2 separate regions of the Mus musculus genome follow, and region 2 is linked to region 1. The links are chromatin contacts, called in public HiChIP or PLAC-seq maps. All regions are on one chromosome and are shown on one strand. Each heading gives the region's core, a stretch centred on a gene start, on an enhancer-like site or on the middle of the called end of the contact. The rest is flanking DNA. Distances are from core to core; before and after follow the strand shown.

Region 1 (2,876 bases), core at 108-2,607:
TCACAGGCATGGACCTGTGGAAATACAGTCTGTAACCAGCAACCAGACCTCCACACATCAGGGGCAGCTGAGAAAAAAACAGTTAAGTCAGTATCCTTTTGCCCCAGAAACAACTTATTTATTAATCTTACTTAACCTTGGCAAGGACACTATTAACTGGAGATACTGAGTTACTTGTCCAAGATCTCACAAGAAGGAGACAGAGGAGTCAAGGCCGGCTCACTGGGCATGGTGGTGCATACCTTTAATCCCAGCATTCCAGAGGCAGAGAGAGGCTGGCAGATCTCCAATTTCAAGGCTAGCCTAGTCTACAAAGAGAGTTCTGAAACACTTACACAGCTACACACACAAAAAATATCACCACCACCATCATCATCGTAATATCGATAAAAGACAGGCTCACATTATGTTATTCTGGCTGGCCCAAACCCACTATGTAGACCAGAGTGGCCTCAGACTTACAGAGATCCTCCTGCCTCTACGCTGGCACTAACCCAGTTCCTTTTTGACTTCCAAAGCTGTGATCTTAGAAGCCCAGAAAGAAGGCTGGAGGGCTGGCTTGGTGTGTAAGAGCACTGGCTGTTCTTGCAAAGCACCCAGGTGCACACAGTGCACCGACATAGATACAGGCAAAACACCAATATGTGAAAAATAAAACAACAGCAATCTTTTAAAAAATTAAAAAATAAAAAAAGTTGTTTTGAAAGAAAGAACACAGGAATCCCCTTCACAAAGAACTACAGAGCAATTTCCTTCCTTAGTGTGAAGTGCGGTGTTCCAGGGACAAAAAGCCCTTGCTAAAGAAATTAAATATTAATGACAGAATTTTAGAGAGCAAATGGGGTGCAGGAGTGGGCAGAAGTCTTGGCTGGGGTACCTGAAGCTGGGGGGCTGGGGACCAAACAAACTGTTGCCTCTTCTAGTGATTGGCTGAGTGGATTCTGCTAAGTAGTCACCACAGCCACGTGCTTCCAACAAGGAGCGTGGAGCACCCAGGAAACGTGCTCCCAACAAGGAGTGAGTGTGGAGCACCCAGGAGCCGGAGCCCGCATGCAGCTTGGGCTCCTGCTGGCTCCTCGTTTGGAAGCCCTGGCTCTCCATCAGGACCATCAGTGGCTAGGAGCACCTGGAGGACAGGCCTCCAAGGCACAGTAAGGTGGGCCAGGGATGACCTCACTCGGCCTTTGGACCTTCCCCTAGCTGCTGCTCCCAAGGCCACCAGCACAGGGCGCCAAACAGGAACCAGCCCCACCCTTAAAAACAAAAGAAAGCAGCTGGGCTCAGCTGGGAGCGGGTTCTGGGCTAAGTCTGTTGCTTCCAGTCTGAACCAGAGATTGGCCAAGTTTGATCTAGGTCATTGGAGCAGCAGTCCTGACCGTCCACTCTGACTTCCCGAAGGGAGGGGAGGAAAAAGAGCGGCTTGCAGGACAGACACGCCCCCTCCACACACCCACAGCTTCTGCCTGCTGAGCAGTCTTGAAAACTAGAGCCCAAAGAGGCCTGTCATCTGTCTCCATTTTCCTCCTTCGGACCCACATTGGACAGACTTCACACACTGGCTAGCATATCCTGGCCTTTTCTTTCAGTCAGGTATCCATGTGTAGGGCACAAACTTCACATTCATCCTTAGGAATGGCTTATCTGTGTCACTAGCTCCTCCCCGCCTGCTTTCCCCATCCCATCTCCGTACACTCTTCAGAGCCCACCAGCCTCCCTCCCTGTCTTACTTGCACCAAAAGGTCAGAATCAGGGAAGAACAACAGTCCCCACATCAGCCCCCATACACAGAACGTGGCTGATCTGGGGCTTTCCAGTCCGATGGGCTGGGACTTCCCTTAAGCTCCCAGATGACAGAGCTAAAGCAGTTTCCCTGCCACAGATGGCTTTTTGGAAAAGAGGGGATCATCTTTGGTTGCCACCAGTAGCCCATCCTGAAGCCAGAAGACTGACTTAATCCAGCCCGACTCTTCCCCTCAATACACCGAGCCCCCGAGATAGATTTCATCCTGACTCGCTCTCGGCCTCTCTCCACCCTAAGACCTGCAAGAACTAGCAGGGCAGTGAGTTGGGCAGAGAGAGAGTGGGAGGGAGCAGGATTCATTCCGCGGCTGGGATATGCTGATCCAGGCAGGAGGCGGGGCCTGCACAGCTGCAGGCAGCCCCCCTGCCCTGAGCCCGTGAATGGGCATGCACCCTCCCGCCTGCCTGAACTGCTCCTGAAACAGTTGGTCCTAATGAACACTGCGCAGGCAGGGCAGCTGTGGGCATTATCCATATGCATGGGAGGTGTATATTTATCCTCACATCCCACTCCACTCTGCAGCTGCCGCCATCTCCTGTGCCAGGAGAGTGAGCGGGTACCAGGGCCCAGGCTGCTCTTCCCACCCCCACCCCACGTCCTAGCCTTCCCTGGCTAACCCACACCACAGCCTCCACTTGACCCATTTAGAGGCAGAAGTGCGTGTGTGTGTGTGTGTGTGTGTGTGTGTGCGCGCGCGTTTGTACGCACTCAAATGTGTGAGTGTATTTGAGAGCGAGTGTAAGACAGTGCGCACACATCCAGTTGGCGCTTTTGATTTCCTCTGAAGCCTCTTGATTGCAGGCACACAATGGCATCTTGCTGCCTGCCCTGCTCCCTCAGCAGCCTGGGGTTCTGTGCTGCCTCCTCCCTAGAGCTGAGATTTTTCTGCTGACTCTGGGCACAGGGTTGACAAACCAGGAAGAGAAGCCTGAACTAGGCTCCCACCCTTGACCCTGGTCCTTTCTAAGCCCCCATATCCACAGTGGCTTGTATTCCTTATCTCTCCCCACATTCTCTCCTGCTTCTGGCCCCTCCTCCCTGTGGAGGTCAGAGCTATTGTGCAAAAAGGCAGTCC
Region 2 (2,876 bases), core at 111-2,610, 170 kb before region 1:
CAGGCAGAACAAATACAAGAGGCTTACACTTAGTGTAATCCTGTGGGGGGCCAAAGAGCCACGTCGTGAATATGCACAGCCCTAAAACACAGCCTTAACATTAGCTATCAGGACCTGGACTCTCAGCCATACAATCCCAACAGGAAGGCAAGCATCTTATCAACTACGTAAAATATGGGACAAGAAAAAAATACAATCAAAGGCAAATTCAACTATAGTTTTCTTCAAAACTACAGTGAAGGCACTGTGTATTTCAAGATCTGAATGATTCCTGTGTTGCTGATGCTGTGTTAGATGCAGGATGCCAGCTACTACCCCGCTCTGTTCTTCAGGGCAGGAGCAACACTGGCACAGAGTGGAGTGTTTCCCAGGTGCCACACAGTGGCAACACGGTCCTGGCAGGCTCTGCTCCTATGCCTTCTTCCCTTGTAGAGCCCTGAGTTAACACAGGGAGGTCAAAAAAGTGGCCCCGGCTCCCACTCTCCTGCAGCCCAACTTCCCCTTGAAGGTGTCTTTCCCTGGAGACTGCATCGCTCATCAACCCTCCTACCTCCAATTCCCTCCTACTCCCATCCTCCTCCCACCTCCATCCCCCTCCCATTCCCATCCCCCTCCCACTCCCACCCCCTCTCACCTCCATCCCCCCCACTCCCATCCCCCTCCCACTCCCATCCCCCTCCCACCTCCATCCCCCTCCCCTCCCATCCCCCTCCCACCTCCATCCCCCTCCCACTCCCATCCCCCTCCCACTCCCATCCCCCTCCCACCTCCATCCCCCTCCCACCTCCATCCCCCTCCCACCTCCATCCCCCTCCCACTCCCATCCCCCTCCCACTCCCATCCTCCTCCCACCTCCATAGGAAGGTGTGCTTTAGCACAAAAGAAATGACCAGGGTAAGGATGAGGATTGTGACTGCTGGTAAGGCATACTCACTGGTACTGAAGGTGTGTTGTTATTATTGCCATCTTCCTTAAACTCTGCACAACACAGAGAGAGAAACAGAATAGTCCACTTTCCTATGGTCACACAAAGCACACACACACACACACACACACACACACACACACACACACACCATGACACAAATGCTTCTTACATCTTCCGAGTGTAAGATGGCATCTTCCTGTAGTACCATGTTTCGAGCTGCCTGCCCCAGCAGCTAGAAAACAAAAATAAAACAGTAATGATCAAAGCTCCCACCTCTGAGGCGGGCCCAGTAGTGCAGGCTTGTAATACCAGATGCTAGGAAAGCTGGGGGTCACGAGTTCAAGGCCTGTCTGGACGACACAGTAAGGATGGCTAACTTAGTAAGACCCTGTCTCAAAACAAGGAAGTACAAAAAGGGATGGTGACTCAGCCTGGCAGGTCCTAGAGAGAAACTCCGTCTCGCTGGCACAGAGGCAGTTCTGACACAGCTGGGCTCCACACCTACACCCTCTTAAAGAACCAGGGCCCCAGAGCTACTGAGCTCAGTTGGATGCGGCTCTGATGAACACAGCCCGCTCATCAGGTACCGGGAGAAGTCGGCAAAACTGCTTTGGCTGGACCACTAATTTCTGATGCTTTAAAAGCAAGCTTCAGGGAGCTGGAGCAACGGCTCAGGACCTAAGAACATGTGCCTCTCCTGCACAGGACAACAGCTTCAGTTCCCAGCCCCCACACCATGTATCACAGCTATTCCTGGTGCGGGACTTTAATCCCAGCACTGGGGAGGCAGAGGCAGGTGGATCTCTGAGTTTGAGGCCAGCCTGGTCTACAGAGTGAGTTCCAGGACAGCCAGGGCAATACAGAGAAACCTTATGGAGAGGGGGAGAGGGGAAGGAGGGGGGAGAGGGAAAGGAGAGGGGGAGGGGGAGAGGGGGAGACGGAATCTGAAGGTTTAAGGAGAGAAAGGAGGAAGAAAAAAAGGCATGCGAAGAAGCTCACGGACTGGGGTTGTATTGGAGTGGTGGGTGACTATCTGATGTGACATGACAAGGCCCTGAGCTTATCCTCAACACAAAAGAAAGGAGAAAAGAGAGAGGAGAAAAGAGGAGGAAGAAGAGGAGAAGGGAGAGGAGAAGGAAGAGGAGGAGGAAGAGAAGGGGGAGGAAAAGGAGGAAGAAGAGAAGGAGGAGAAGGAACAGGAGAAGGAGAAAGAGGAGAAGGGGGAGGGAGGAGGAAGAGAAGGAAGCAGAGGAAGAGGAGGAGGAAGAGAAAAGGAGGAAGAGAAGAGGGGGAGGAGGAAAAGAAGAGGGGAAGCAGCAGCGGCCGCCATTGTTGCCACTATTCAAGGCTTAGAGCAGGTAATCGCGTCATGGGAGGCAGCCAGATGGAGCTGAGAAAGAGAAAAAAAGAGGAAATGTGAAGGCCAACTTTTGAATTTGGTGTCAGCTGGGCCCTGAGACCAAAAGAGCAATGGGGAACTCCGATTCAGCACGGTGACCTGACCTCCAAGCAAAGCTATAGCTGTGTGAAGGCGAGGGAGACCAGTGAGACCCAGTGAGACTGCGACTGCAGGCTTCCTGCAGCTGTGTGTGGCCCTGGCTCACAAGGGAACCCCGCGGAGGCAGTTCTGTGCATCCCACCAACACATCAAATTCTCCGGGCTCACCTTGGCTAGGAAATCTCTAGCAGCTGACGACCCCAAAGTAGCCAGGACGTCAGCACTGGCGTAGTTCATTTTGCGCTCTAAAATTTCAAACTTGTAAACCTCGTGTGCTTCTGAGGCCTGAACACAGAGAAGCGCCCCCACCTCTGCTCCTTCCTGCCCTGTTCCCTGCCATGCGGAACAGGTTCCTTAGCTTGTGTTTTCTGTCCAGTCTTGGAATGTGTAGGTGCTCAAGCCCATTATTTACGGTGGAGCAGTATTTGCCTGTGTTTTAGACCATCTCTT

What was found. HiChIP or PLAC-seq counts read pairs in DNA pulled down with a chosen protein or histone mark.
Region 2: a contact with region 1 is called in a FOXA1 HiChIP or PLAC-seq map of pancreatic cancer cells. The contact joins two enhancer-like sites. A contact is called at or near these places in 3 of 115 datasets of contacts at active chromatin or transcription factors (effector CD8 T cells, embryonic stem cells and pancreatic cancer cells) and 3 of 9 other capture datasets (adipose tissue, liver and pancreatic islet).

What each region holds. Positions count from the first base shown.
Region 1 is chr19:46,523,267-46,526,142 of GRCm38.p6, reverse strand. No RefSeq gene overlaps it. Among named protein-coding and RNA genes, the nearest start is that of Trim8, 23 kb to the right of the region's middle. Within about 2 kb of position 1,357, at least 254 of the 459 cell types and tissues checked have an H3K27ac peak or open chromatin away from gene starts, as enhancers often do. A contact at or near this core is called in pancreatic cancer cells, where this site is marked.
Region 2 is chr19:46,697,840-46,700,715 of GRCm38.p6, reverse strand. Borcs7 (BLOC-1 related complex subunit 7) reads right to left here. Exons shown (of 5, transcript NM_025563.3): 2 at 1,098-1,160; 3 at 935-978. Among named protein-coding and RNA genes, the nearest start is that of As3mt, 8.2 kb to the left of the region's middle. Within about 2 kb of position 1,360, at least 81 of the 459 cell types and tissues checked have an H3K27ac peak or open chromatin away from gene starts, as enhancers often do. A contact at or near this core is called in pancreatic cancer cells, where this site is marked.